Regions from separate parts of the Pan troglodytes genome. Here region 2 is linked to region 1. Evidence: chromatin contacts called from public Hi-C data. All regions are on one chromosome and are shown on one strand. Each heading gives the region's core, a stretch centred on a gene start, on an enhancer-like site or on the middle of the called end of the contact. The rest is flanking DNA. Distances are from core to core; before and after follow the strand shown. Region 1 overlaps TFPI (tissue factor pathway inhibitor). Region 2 has its middle 21 kb from the start of TFPI.

What was found. A called contact is a pair of places that touch in the nucleus more often than the background predicts.
Region 2: a Hi-C map of induced pluripotent stem cells shows a contact between it and region 1, with 4 times the contacts expected there. The contact joins two enhancer-like sites. A contact is called at or near these places in 5 of 7 Hi-C or Micro-C datasets (blood, induced pluripotent stem cells, a lymphoblastoid cell line and 1 more) and 1 of 1 other capture datasets (stem cell-derived neural stem cells).

What each region holds. Positions count from the first base shown.
Region 1 is chr13:89,525,999-89,533,047 of NHGRI_mPanTro3-v2.0_pri, reverse strand. It overlaps TFPI (tissue factor pathway inhibitor), which reads left to right. Exons shown (of 8, transcript XM_001162140.7): 2 at 1-33; 3 at 6,574-6,771. LOC107973861 (a long non-coding RNA gene) reads right to left here. Exons shown (of 5, transcript XR_008546669.2): 2 at 4,054-4,153. Among named protein-coding and RNA genes, the nearest start is that of CALCRL, 52 kb to the right of the region's middle. Within about 2 kb of position 2,612, at least 1 of the 24 cell types and tissues checked has an H3K27ac peak or open chromatin away from gene starts, as enhancers often do. A contact at or near this core is called in induced pluripotent stem cells, where this site is marked.
Region 2 is chr13:89,601,685-89,608,733 of NHGRI_mPanTro3-v2.0_pri, reverse strand. No RefSeq gene overlaps it. Among named protein-coding and RNA genes, the nearest start is that of TFPI, 21 kb to the right of the region's middle. Within about 2 kb of position 3,848, at least 1 of the 24 cell types and tissues checked has an H3K27ac peak or open chromatin away from gene starts, as enhancers often do. A contact at or near this core is called in induced pluripotent stem cells, where this site is marked.

The sequences.
Region 1 (7,049 bases), core at 1,363-3,862:
CTGAGGAAGATGAAGAACACACAATTATCACAGGTAAAATATTAGAAGCAATTATCTTTTTAAGCTAGTTAAAGCTCTCAATTTTAATCTAAAAAATCTACCATATTTTTCCATTGTGGAGGGAAATTAGTTGTTATTGAAGTGATATTTTTCTTTGGAAATTTATTATACCTAATGTGTGTGTGTGCGTGTGTGTGTGTATACACACACATGTGTGTTTTAAACAGTCTGAAACCAAGTAACTTTAGCTGAAACACTTCTCTCTTTTTTTCAGCATACAATATTAAACACTGGAGTAGCTCTGGGCTATTGCAAGGAGCAAAATGTTGTAAAAACAACTCCCTATGACATTTGATGCTACCCTTTGGCTAGGAAAAGTGTGAGGAGGAAAGGGAACTTCAGACATCTGAGGTTTCAGCTATTCTCTCTTTCTTCCCCATATTTCCAAAATCAAAACTTCCCAGTTGAGACTAATATAAAAATCTAGTCAACCAGGACACCAAAGGATCTAGTAATATAAGTTAGATCTAATCACATAAAACTCTGTGTCTAAAAATGAGACTATTAACAATAAAAAATAGAGCAAGGAGAAACTGTATGGTGATGGTTATTGTGGATATATACCTTTCTTAAAGTAACATTTTGTGGCAAATTAGTAAATTGTTGACAGAAATCTCAAGCATTGGTATTAATGAGAGAATATTAACAAAATGATAGCTTATTTTTGTATAGTGTTTTAAGATGTAAAAAAGATTTCCATAAATGCATTCTTATTTGATAGCTTTAATAGCTTTTTAAAATGACTGTGTTCAGTGTACTTTAATAAAGTTTGAATAAATACATCTTCTGGGCCTGAATCTGTGGAAGGTGCTAGAGAAACAGGTATGGCTGAGATGAGGTGCTCAAGAATCTCACCGTTTCCTAGGGGAGTGTGAAGGGTGGACAGTTTATTTCCGTATAAAGTAGTAAACAAAGTGACAGAAGCATGGAGAGTGCTGCTGTTGATGGGAAGAGGAAGGAGATTCAATCAAGCTTGGCTCTCTGAGGGCTCCACAAGGGGAAGTCATGTTATAAAAATTTCCTAGAGATGAAGCATTATTTAGTAAAAACCCTAATGTACCTTTTTGAAAATAGGAATTTGAACATTATGAGTTTCAATCCCTCATTCGGCTTTTTTCTCAAAAGGTGGTGGGTTAAAATTCTAACATTCTGGAGGTTACAGAAACAAGGAAGATGGAGGATAAAATAAGTCTTAACAGGGAAAAAACAGGCAATCTCACTTGTGGGAAGTGAGAAGCAAATAGATCCAAGTGTTCCCTGTATTTGTCCCAGTCCAATTTTCCTCAACTGGACTGAGAAAATGAATATTGGTTAACCAGGAAGTTCCTGAAATTGTGGCTGCTGCCACTGTCAATCAATAATCCAGAATTAAGTCATCAGTAATTAAGCCAGAATTTAAAATTACTATAAGGTAGCTTCCAAACCTAGGTGGTAACAAAGAATTTTGATATTTAAGCTAGACTTAAAGACCTCTTCACCAACTAGTTGCAGTTTTATCTAGTTTTATTTTGTTTTTGTTTAAAATTAATTTTTATAATAACCTTATCTCACATCTGAAAAAATTCTATTTTGGAGATACAATTTATCACATGATGCTAAGATCATAACATCATTTTACAGAAGTATATTATTTAATTGAAATAAGGTACTCTTATTAATAGAAAAATACATCAAATTTTATTGCTTCTCTCACAAGCAAATAGTAGATGATTTTTTAACAGTCAAATCAGCAGGGAGGATAATCTAGAATTAACGTCTAGATAAGGCAAAAATGATAACAAAAAGAGTAGTGATAAGCTTTTTAAAACAATTCCATTGGGCTAGGAGACAGAAAATTAAGAGTGAACATTTAGTGAAAGGCAAGTATCTTTTGTAGGATTTAGAATCAGACAGACGTGAGTTTGCAGGTGTAGTTTGCCACCTAGTACATTTGTGAGACTGAATAAGTTATTTAAACTTTCTGACTACCAGTGTCCTAAACTGTAAATGAATAACGTAAATAACTAATTTCCTATGATTTTTATATAAAAAGTGGAAAAGCATCTGGCACATTTTCTGACACAGAGAAGGCAAAAGGTACATGTGTTTGTTCTTCCCTGCCAGAAAATAAAATAAAATAAAATAAAATCCCTTAATTAGAGTCTAGCAGCATGTGGATTCTTAGATGGTAAGTTACCTGAAAGCCCTAGATTCACAAATAAGTTCCAAGAGGATGAGTATTCTTACAGTCAAGGGCATGACATATTTTCAGGCAGCAAATATTATAGTAAGCTTCTATCCAACATCCCAGGACATGGGGTGGGGGGAGGGGAGGGGAAGGCAGGATTGTAACCTTTAGACTATGAGACATAAAATTCATGACATCAAAGGCAAATGATTCAATATAAACCATAATTCTATTTATATGACTGGATCAGATTAAATTCCTTTTAGATTGCCCTCTATGTGTTTTGCTTTCTCATGGCTGCTGGCAGATAATTATTACCTCTGTAAACATTTCCTTCAAGTCTCAATTTCAAGTCTCAGGAAAGTTATCGCTGACCCCTTCAGGCTAATTTAGGTATCCTACTGTTCACTCGCACAGCACCCAGGACTTTCTGAATGTTTATGTAAGTCCTTAGTGTCTATATGCTCCATGAACGAGGGGTTGCTGTCATCTAATTTACTGTCATATCTGTAGTGACAGCACAGTGCTTGACGCATGGTCAATACCCAATTATTAACGTTCAAAAGGGTTTATTCAAAATAAGAAATGAAAACCGAGGCAGATTTCCATCCCTTTTGGGTGAAGTGGCATGGCACTGTGGGTCACACAGCACACCTGGCCATTGCTTGAGTCTAGGGATGCTGTGCTTAGGTGTGGGCTGCAAGATCACTGCACAAAGAATATTCTAATACAGGATTTCTATAAGAAATACATTAAAGTGTGAATAAAGACAAATAATCACCTAATAACAAAATATAATTCATAAAAGTTAATAGTGTTTCTCCTAGAAAATTTCTATAAAATTATCACCTACTTCCATTATTGAAACCATTTTTAGTTTCATAAAGGTGAATGTTTGAAAAAAAATGTTGTTGATTGAGTGGAAATTATATAATTAAAACCGTATGTTTGATCCAAATGCTACTTTAGGAATCTCAGTCACATATCTGTGACAATATCATGTAGTTATTAAGAATGTGTGAGATAGCTGTTGTAAAACCATATGAGGATCAATTTTAAACCCATCATTTATGGTATGAATTTAAGTTATCTACTTAATTTCTGCAATGCTATTTTATAATTTATAAAATGAAGATAATAATGCCTAACTCAGTAGGTGATTATGATCATTAAAGAGTACAATTACAAAAATGTCAAGGGTATTGTAATTACTCAGTGAGCAACATTAGCTATTGTTGCTAGGTACGACTACTACAGCTAGTTTATCGGCTTTTGCCTTTGTGGTGCACTGCCACCACCTGCTGGCAAAATTACTCAATAGCAGATTGAACTAGAGGTGATTATATCTTTAATGCAGAAAATGGAAAAAAGATTTAGCTTGATAATAAACACTATCAAATATATTAAGAATAAAAAGTAGAGAAATCATCAATTAGTATCTGATAAAATTATTGATTTATAAAAAATGATTTTTCTGAATATACATGGCAATGCAGGTATTAGGTAAAGTTCCTTGTGTTCTGCAGATACAGATGTTTATTCAAGTTTTCTATCTGAAACACTACCTCAATAACTTGTCTCTAAAGTTCTAAAGTAATGTTAACTTGGGAATGAATAACATCACATTATATGAGAATTTCTACAGCAATTTGAGATAATGGTATATAGCTGTAAAATTAAAAATGCCAGAATATTTTTATTCCTGCTTTGTTATGTGAATTCTGGGGTCCCATATTTAAGGAACTGATAGGTCACATTTTTATTGGTTTCAAAACAAACATGTCTAGAGTTCAGAAACTCACGATATGTAATTTGATGATACTTACTGTGGGCCTGCTGTAAGTCAGACGCACCACTTAGGGTCTTCACACCAAATTTTCTGGTTTCTCATAACAACTCAAAATGTCAGCTTGGCATTCTAAAATCCTTAAGTAAAGACAAAAAAATATAAACAGCATTTACAATTATTCATAAATGTGCCACTCAGAAAAAAAACATTCAATGATTTTTAAAACTGACAATTATAACTTCAGTGATAGAGAAAATGTGTTTTAACAAGTCATTTTGGTTCATAAATTTTTCGATTTTTAGAAAGTATTTTTAGCAATCCTCAATTATATTTATGTTATGAATTTCTATTAAAAAGTACTTGTGTATCTAATTTAAGAAAAATGGAAAATTTTACCATGAAGTACTCATATTTATAGGTACCAGAAACTCTCTATATGCCTGAGACCTTCTAAAGCAAATTATCATATTTTAGATATGTTCATCAACATGAAATGTTAGATAAAGGATTTGAAAAAAAAAAGAAATGACATTTAAACTTGTCAATGTTCACCAATATTTCTTAACTCACTTTGATACAATTATTTGTATATAGACTATAGATATTTATTGGATTTAGTAACACTGTTATTGGTTTAAAATTATTTTAAAAATCATGTTGGTAAACACAAACATTATATTTTGTCAATTGAATATAACTCCAGAAAAATTTGAAGACACACAAATGCATATGTGCATAAAACTCAACTTTAGTTAAAGATTTGATCAACATTCTTACTTGCTAATTAGCTATTTTATGACAATTGTGTTTGGTGCTGAAACTATCCCTGTATCATAATAATTCTCTGTCATATGTTATTCTAAGTTAACAAATTCTGGACCTGAAAAACATACTCTTCTATCAGTTCTGTAAGCTCAATTTATTTCAATTGAAAAAAATAATCAATTAACTTATCAAATAGATCAAAATAATGAGATGGTATTATGTAAATTTAACTAGTATTTTTAAAAATTGAAAGCAGTGTTAGTAATTGAGATAAAATTTACGTTTTCAAAAATAATTAGTGTCACATGAATCAAACAGCATGAAAATGCCAACTTATGTATAGAAAGCTGTATTTTTAATCCTTTCAAGATTGTAATGGCTACTTACAATTTTATGACTCATATAAAAAATTAACAATATCATTTCAATCATTTTGTTACAAAGTTTTAACATTACTAAAATAAGACTAATACTTGCTATTAATTCAAAATTGATTAGAATAATAATATATTATGGGTGGAATGCAATTAATAAAATTATCTAATTTAACTTTTATTACACACATATTTTCTGTTTCAAAAAATTCACATTTTGAAATTACAGGAAATTTAAAACTGATTTCTTTTGAGACAATTATACTCCAAAAACTTATCCTGTATTTTATGCTTTAAAAATATTTTATGTGAAAATATTAAAGTCTCATTCATTTTTTGGTTGTTGTTCAAAGTAAACTATTTTAGAATGCATAAAAACACTTTTGTTCAAGATATTTATACTCATCTGTTTAATTCAATATAATATTGCTGCCCTCTAGAGGCAAAATTGGTTTAGGTCATTTATAGGTTTCAATATTCCCCATAAGAGATTAATAAAACAATTGCCAAAGACATAGAAAATACATAGACTCAATATGCAGAAAATATTCAAGAAGTATTATATGGCATTTTTGTCATTATTCTTTTGGTTGCACCACTCACAATTTTCAGTGTCTATCTTTACTGGTAAACAAATAGACTTTACTTAACATTAGGCTTCTATTAATTTTATTGGACTTGAAAAAAATAAAATGTTTAAAAAATCTAGTTGAGTTCCCTATATGTCTATGTCCATTCCCAGGATAGAAAATTCTGTTATGAAAATTAGGAGTTAAATATTTAAAGAAAAAATATATAACGTGAAGTCAAAAGAATTGCCTCATTCTATTTAAAACATAGAAAGCATTATTTACATTATTTCAACATTATTAAAACCCAAGCATGGTATGGTAAGTTAAAATAAAAAGCACCATGAAGTATATTTTTCATAACATCAAACACATAAATTTTTATAATTAGGGAAAATGGTTTAATATAGTGTTATATACATATGTGTGTGTGTATATATATATGTGAACGTGAATATGCTGTTGCTTTTAAAGGGTTGTTTTATGTGTAAAAAGTGACACAAGTGTGGGTTAGGGAGAGAAATTCAAAGAACTGTCCATTAGCTGAGTTAAAAGAGGTCTATTGTGGACACATCCACTTGAATGAAGTTGCCTTACAACTACTACTCAATTCCCTCCCATTTCGGTTGGTACGATTTAAGCAATACCTCTCTAACAAGAGTCTAGAACTTGTGTCTCATTTGGTGAATTTATTATCTACCATTTTGATAACTGAATAACTTTTTATAGTTTCTTAGTATGTTTTATTGCACTTTTCCTTAAAATCAGGACATATTAAAAAGGAAATAAAGAACATTATTACAGTGTTGATGGAGATTACATGTTATATCTTTTATTTTTACCTTATAGATACGGAGTTGCCACCACTGAAACTTATGCATTCATTTTGTGCATTCAAGGCGGATGATGGCCCATGTAAAGCAATCATGAAAAGATTTTTCTTCAATATTTTCACTCGACAGTGCGAAGAATTTATATATGGGGGATGTGAAGGAAATCAGAATCGATTTGAAAGTCTGGAAGAGTGCAAAAAAATGTGTACAAGAGGTAGGTTTCTGGGAACCCTTATTACTCAAGACCCTTTAGGGCTATTGAGTCTAATTATGGATTTGATAATTTAGGGAGAAAAGTAATTTCATGCTGTTTTAATATTTCCAAGGAATCTTTTATTTCCACATTTTTAGACTTTCAGGGAATCCTAAAAACATTTAAGGAAAATGATAATTCTGAATTGTACCATGAAATACCCACATTTATAGGTACCAGAAACTCTCTATATGCCCGAGAGACATTTTAAAGCAAATTATCAAATTTTAGGTACGGTC
Region 2 (7,049 bases), core at 2,599-5,098, 74 kb before region 1:
TATTTTAGTTTTGAAAAAAAATTCTATGCATTTAGAATTCATTTCAGAACAACAAACAGTTAGTGATTGTCACCTCTGGGATCAAGTAGAGAGTGAGAAAAATATATTTATTTTCCACTTCCCACTTTTCTGTACTGCATAATTTATTTTAACCTGAATATAAATTGTATTTAAATTTTTCTTGAATAAAATGTATTTTGAATTGTTTTGAGTACTACAACCTTTGTTTTTGAGTCTCAGAAAATAGGAAAATATTTTCAGGCCAAAAATAATACTGTTGTTAATTTAGTCAACACGAGACTAATCATAGCTTATGACACTTGGAGTCTCACTCGTCCCTGTAATTAACTAGCTATATAGGTGTTTGGGCAAGCACTTGAATTTTTTGAGGTTTAATTACTAATCTTCATAAATGAGTTTTCTTGTAGTTTTAACTTTCTTTTTAGAACATGAATTACAATTTATATATCATGCCGTCAACAGAGGGCAGTAATTAACCACAAGTAATCCCTGTTCTCTGAGCAAGCATGAATCATTTTAATAGAATTTGAAGAAACATAGTATTCGAAGGACCACCATTTTCTTCTCTATTCCTACAAATTTTGATCACATTCCAATTTTCTCCTCTCCAAACAAAGACTTCAACCAACCAAACACTTCTTATTTCAAACAACATCAGTCCTTTGGGTTAGAAATAAAAACATAATAAAAGAAGAAAGATTATAAAAATAATTTCATGATGACAGAAGGGGCCTTGCCAATGCGAATCAAAATGTCACTTACTCTCTGCCTTCTAATCACTTGCATAGTGGGTGTCAATGCATTAGTGCCCACTGGAACGATTACAGACAAAGGAGTAACAGATTTGAGTTTAAACTATGCTTGGCTCCTTACTGCCAGTAAGTACTAAAACTCTGGCCAATTTAATTGAGCTTTCTAATAATTCTCAAATTTCTTTAGATTTAAAATAGTGACAATAGCTACTTTAGAGGATTGTTTAAAGATTAAAATAGTTATTTGAAAAGATACAACAGTACTAGGTATTAAATAATGTTTATTATTACTATACTACTATTATCATTATACAGATTTGTGTTAGGACAATAGTATCTAATAATAGAAAGAATACTGCATTTTATCCTTAAGCTTATGTGTATATATACATATATGCAAAATATATACATAAGTTTATGTAACATATGTAATATATGTACATATGTACATATGTTTACGTAATATAAAATAAGCAAAGAACATAAATAACGATTCACAAAAGAACAAGAAAAATATCCAATAAGAAAATTAATATTCAACTTCGCTGTTACTCAATGGACTGCAAATTTAAAATTTTGCCAGGTTTTGCCCATAAAACTGAGAAAAAAAATTTAAGTGTCATTAAAGGAGTTTACTATCATAAACTGTAAAGTGCAAGTGACTAGAAATTGACATAAAAATATAATTATTCACCATGGGATTCAAATTTTAAATTTTTTTTAAAAAAATCTGAATATGAGATGAATAAAATTTTTTCTTTACATTTTAGATGTTGAATAACCAGTGAAAACCTCCCCAAGATACACCAACCTGACTCTCTATAAATTAAAAGGCATAAACAAACAGAATTTTACATGAATAACTTATTTCTAAGCAGCTTTAAAAGGAGATATATCAAAAAGGTGAGACATTCTTCAGTTTGTTGTAATCCTCCTTCAGATTAAAAGTTGTGATCATTGGTAGAATTCACTTTATTGTGGTTTTATCTGTCTTGCCCTTTGCTGTTTTTTTAAATCCTTGAACGGTATTTGTCATATAGTTGGTGCTTAATAAATATGTCTATGTGATATGTTTATGTGCTATTTTTTCATACTTTTTAAAGTTTTTTCTAAGAAACTTGTAAGTAAAAATATTTTAATAAAATGTTTATAAACTTACAGGAAATTATTTTCAAATGTCTAAAATAGAGATTATCTGTTAGCAATATTTTTATGATTCTTACCAAAAATCAGTCAAACTCTCTGTCTGCTAACCATTCTTGTTTTTGTAGATGTGTCTTGTATTATTAGACAAAGGGAAATAGATAATCACAAAACCATTAGCTTTGTGATTGTTAGTGAGCCATGTTTCCTCAGAGTTCCAAAGAGCATGGACCAATGTCTTTTTTTTTTTTTTTTCTGGTTCCTCTTAGAAAAAATTAGTGAAAACACAAATATATACTTAATAAAGACAAAAATAAAAATAAAACATTTTGAATAAAAATTATTATTCAGACCAGGTGTGGTGGCTCACACCTGTAATCCCAGCACTTTGGGAGGCTGAGACAGGCAGATCAGAAGTTTGAGACCAGCCGGGCAACATGGCGAAACCCTATCTTTACTACAAATGCATAAGTTAGCTGGGTGTGGGGGCACAGGACTGTGGTCTCGGCTACTTGGAAGGCTGTGGCATGAGAATCATTTGAACCCGAGAGGATGCAGTGAGCTAAGATCATGCCACTGTACTCCAGACTGGGTGACAGAGTGAGACTCTATTCTCAAATAATAATAATAATATATATATATAATTCAAACTTAGTTACTCATAGAAGACATTTGAAAATTCAAGTGATCAGAAAGAATATAGAATAAAAAAGACAAAGTGTATTCAATTTCTTTTGAACTCATACTCTGGTATTATTGAGATATACGGTCATGAACATAATCTTTGAACTCTAATACAATACAGATACATTTTAATATACCACTGTACATATTATATATAGAAGTTAGTCCAATCCTCACTCAGAAGAACTTGTACTCTGGTCTAAGTCTTGTTTTAGAATAAATTTACCCACGTCTGGCACCTTTACTCCTTTAGTCAATACTCAACCAATGCTACTCTGCCTCTACAAATTTTTTTATGAGATTGTGGTAGCCTAGAGGGAATATTACCAGGTAAACATTTCTATACTTTTAAATTGTCCTCCCTGGGAGATAAATCTTCTAATAGTATCATATTACCATTGGAAGATGTAGCCACTTATATAATAAAATATAGAAGTCCATGGATCTGTGGCTACAACCTGGCTGACTTCATAAGCTGGGACCAGCCTAATTCCTTTGAAGTAAAATATATTATTAATACCAATGTGGTAGCAGAGATACAGGCCTTCTAAAATACATTGCCTATGAAATTCAGATATTTTATAATCATTTAAAAGATGCAGCTTTCTAACAACAGATTGTTGGTTTAGTAACTAATCAAACATTTGCAATTAAATAACATGGCTAATAAAATAATGTATTAGAATACAAAAAAAACGTGAAGTCATTCAAAACAGACCACACACTGATAGACAAAATATAATCCATTTAAAAAAAAAACAGAAACATATATCTGTAGAGCTCTCCATGACTGAGAATATATGGAATAACGTTTTACAATGCCTATAGTTGGGAAATACATATGAATAATATGTACTATTTATATTTTGTCTTTATGCTTTTCTTATTCTCCATAATTAGCAGATATTCTTAGTTAATCAAGTATTTTATTTTACTGGCATTTATTTTATTATTTTATTTTATTTGAAATGAAAATCAGTTGAGAGAATGGCCATATATCATACCCAGATATACTTTTCTGAGAAGCTACCTGAGAGCCCCAAAGCTCACAGGTAGATAATTAGTTCAGAGGGAGAATGTGAGACACAGAGCATAGGAACAGACAGTTAAGTAGAACACCCCAGATGCAGTCAGGTTTTCAGAGTGAGGCTCAAAGTGGAACAATGGTTCCCACCTGGGAATGATTCCGTTCTTCACTGAATGTTAGGCAAATTCTGGAGACATGTTAAGTTGTTACCATCAGGGGCAGTTGTGTACTGGCATCTAGTGTATAGAGACTAGCAATGCTGCTACATAGCCTACGGTGCACAGGGCAACCTACTGCAACAAGGAATTATCTGTTCTAAAATGTCAATAATGCCCAAGTTAATATACCTGAGGGCAAATATACAATTTCACTGCTGAGAAGGACAACACATTAGAGAAAATCAGCTACATTTGTACCTGCTTTGCAGGACTGAAACCTTCCTAAAATGAAATTCTGTTCTCAACTAAAGAAATGAACAGAGTCTAGAAACTGCATAAGTCAATTCAGTTGAAACTTTTGTGATGCTCAGAGGTTATAATCAAGGAAAGAATGAAGATGACTACTAGCTGGTCTTGTGCACTCTGAAAAAATCTGGGCAGGATTGTCTTATCTAATCAGCCAGGCTTTCTCAGGCCAGGATCCATCAAGGGCTTAGTTCCCTTTATACAGTCTGAAACAGCAGGTATAGATTGTAAACTTAATTCTTTCTGAGGTCAAAGTTCCTTAAGCATTCTTAATCAATAAGAGAGATAAGATAATCTATGCCATAAGTAATTATCCCTGAAACTCAATTCATAAAGAGACAGAAATCAGCAAATGTGTATACTGGTGGGGAGATTGCAGTAAAATGGACCTATCCTTACATGTAATTTTCCTGGGAGATTCAAAATGAAATGGTTTTGTATGAGAAGACAAACTTCTTATGCAATTTGCTACTGTCCTTCCTTGCAGGACAGTTAAAATTTTGTCTCTGGACCTATGAAATTATTCAATGTGGTGATCACAGAGTATTTGAGTACAATTTTTGCTAAGGGATGGGTAGTCCATCCTAGGCGGATAGAAGGCTTGCCGCTATATTAAGTAGAAGGGAAAAAAGGCTCAACTTCTGTGGTTTATACCATGCTATATTCATATACATGATCATCATGCATTATATATACATTAATACAGCACCAATAATAATATTTAAGAGTTAAAATAACTCAAGTTAAATACTTAAATACTAAGAGTTAAAATAACACTGAAAACAACAAAATTCGTTAAAAATATTATATACAGGATTCAATATTAAATGATTTTCAATGGAATACAAGCAATAAAAGATTAAATGAATAAGAATGTGTTACAAAATAATTAAAATAAATGGCCTAGTAAATGAAAAGCCTAAAACCAGTTTAAAATATAGAAAATAAATAAAAGCAAAACAATTAAAGGCTAGAACATTAAAGAATAAAACACAGAATGGTTAAAAGTATAAATTCTGAGACTTAACATTCCAATGCAGAAGCAAACAGGGTCCTGAGAGATGTAGAAACCACAAAAGCAAAGATAACTGTCCCCTGAGGTTTGACTTTTTTTGAAGGGGGTCCAGGCAGATATCCTAAATGAAATCCATACATACTAAAACTCTGGTGAGCACAACAGGGGTTCATTTTCAGGGACAAGGCTGTGAATTTATTCTCAGCAGTTTTGCTTCTCCTTTCCATGGTCTTTTCTCTCTTTTTGTTCACTCACCCAAGGTTTTGTGTGTATTAACTGATCCCTTAAATACTGCAAAGAAAAAGGGATCATTAATTTGCAAACCTCTTAGTCCTAAAAAGTTCAGTGAAACAATACCTCATAATGGTTAAACTCAAGGATTATAGAGTTGGAGTTAACACTTGTAAAGTTATTTAAACATCCTGTGTGCTATCTGAAGGCATTGTTAAGAAAATCAAGTGTGTTTACTTTGTTAAATTTTGTAATAGCTTATAATCGTTTTGGTGAATAATGGTTTTATAATTCTGTGTTAAGTAAAACATTACTTTTCTTAATTAAATCTGAGCTTAAAGAGAATATGGTGAGCAGACCCATCACACTTCTTTATCAGGTGCATTTCACACGTGCCAGAACCTAGGAGAAGAGATTGGACAAATGTTTGAGCACTTTTTAAATTGCCTATTGAATTCTCAAAGGAGGTTACATTTTTCCATCTGGACTTTTTTCTCAATTAGGAAAATTCCCAGAAAGGATAGAGCAGCAAGCTCAGCAGGAAATCCGTGTTCTGAGTTTTTATCTTTCACATAGAGTTGGGGAAAGGCAGGAAGAAACAGGAAATTTAGTCTGCTAGTCGCCCCTAACCAATATCCATTTTTCACGGATGGAAAAAAAAGCATACACAAAAAGGGAAATAACAAATTTCTCTTGTGTGCTTTCTCTTGGGCCACAAAATAATTTGTTCCAAGATTTATATTTAATGTTGCAAGACTTAAAGTGATGTCAAGATTACATACAGTGTTATCATAGCTTTCAATTTATTTAGTTTACATAGTTCACATTCTGTGGTTTTTCTTTTAAAATAAAGGCACAGCATAAATGAAGTTTGTTTGCTTTCCTCAAGAGAAAGAGAAAATACAGGCAAAAAGAAGCTTCTTTTGAGGGAAATTCAGAAGGCATTTGTTGCCATGCATGCCTAGCACAGACAGCTAAAGAGAGCTGTAGGTTAAAATTCTTAAATCTTGCCAAAAATGGTCAGCTGCTTTGTGAGAAAAAGCTATTGAAAAGAAAAATCAGTACATTTAGAAAAAGAGTGCTGTTAGTTCCACATGGTTATTACATTGGAAGTTTTTTGGTTATCACATCTTATGCAGATAACCAGGAAAGATATTTTTTACTTTTCATGTACATTGACTTTGGAAACTATATTATAAAAGAGAATAACATCATTATATAAAAGCAAAAGAATACCTGCCCTTTTTATGATGTGATAAAAATGATCAAATTAAATAATGTTTGAAGGACTTTTAATTCGTTTCTACAAATATTATCTTGATAACAAATGGTTATTTTTTCTTTCATTTAGGTAGTTATAATTTTTTAAATTAAGCATTTTGGAAAGAATGAACTGTAAAAATGTCTAATATTTTTCTGTTGTATATGTTCTAATTTATTTTTAATTTAAATATTTGAAAACGAGGAAAAGTAGAAAGGAAAATATCCCAAAAATCCAGTAGCAATCATCCACAATTAGTAAATACTAGCATTTTCATTGTAATTGCTCCATGTTATATGTAATAATTTATATTTTATTATATAGTATTTTGTGTAAAATACAGTATTATTTAGTATTTCATATAAGATATATAAAATATTACATGTATAGTTGAAGGCCACATTATTCTTTATAGTCTTTCCCTATTGCATTCCTCTCCCCTCCTTTCTAG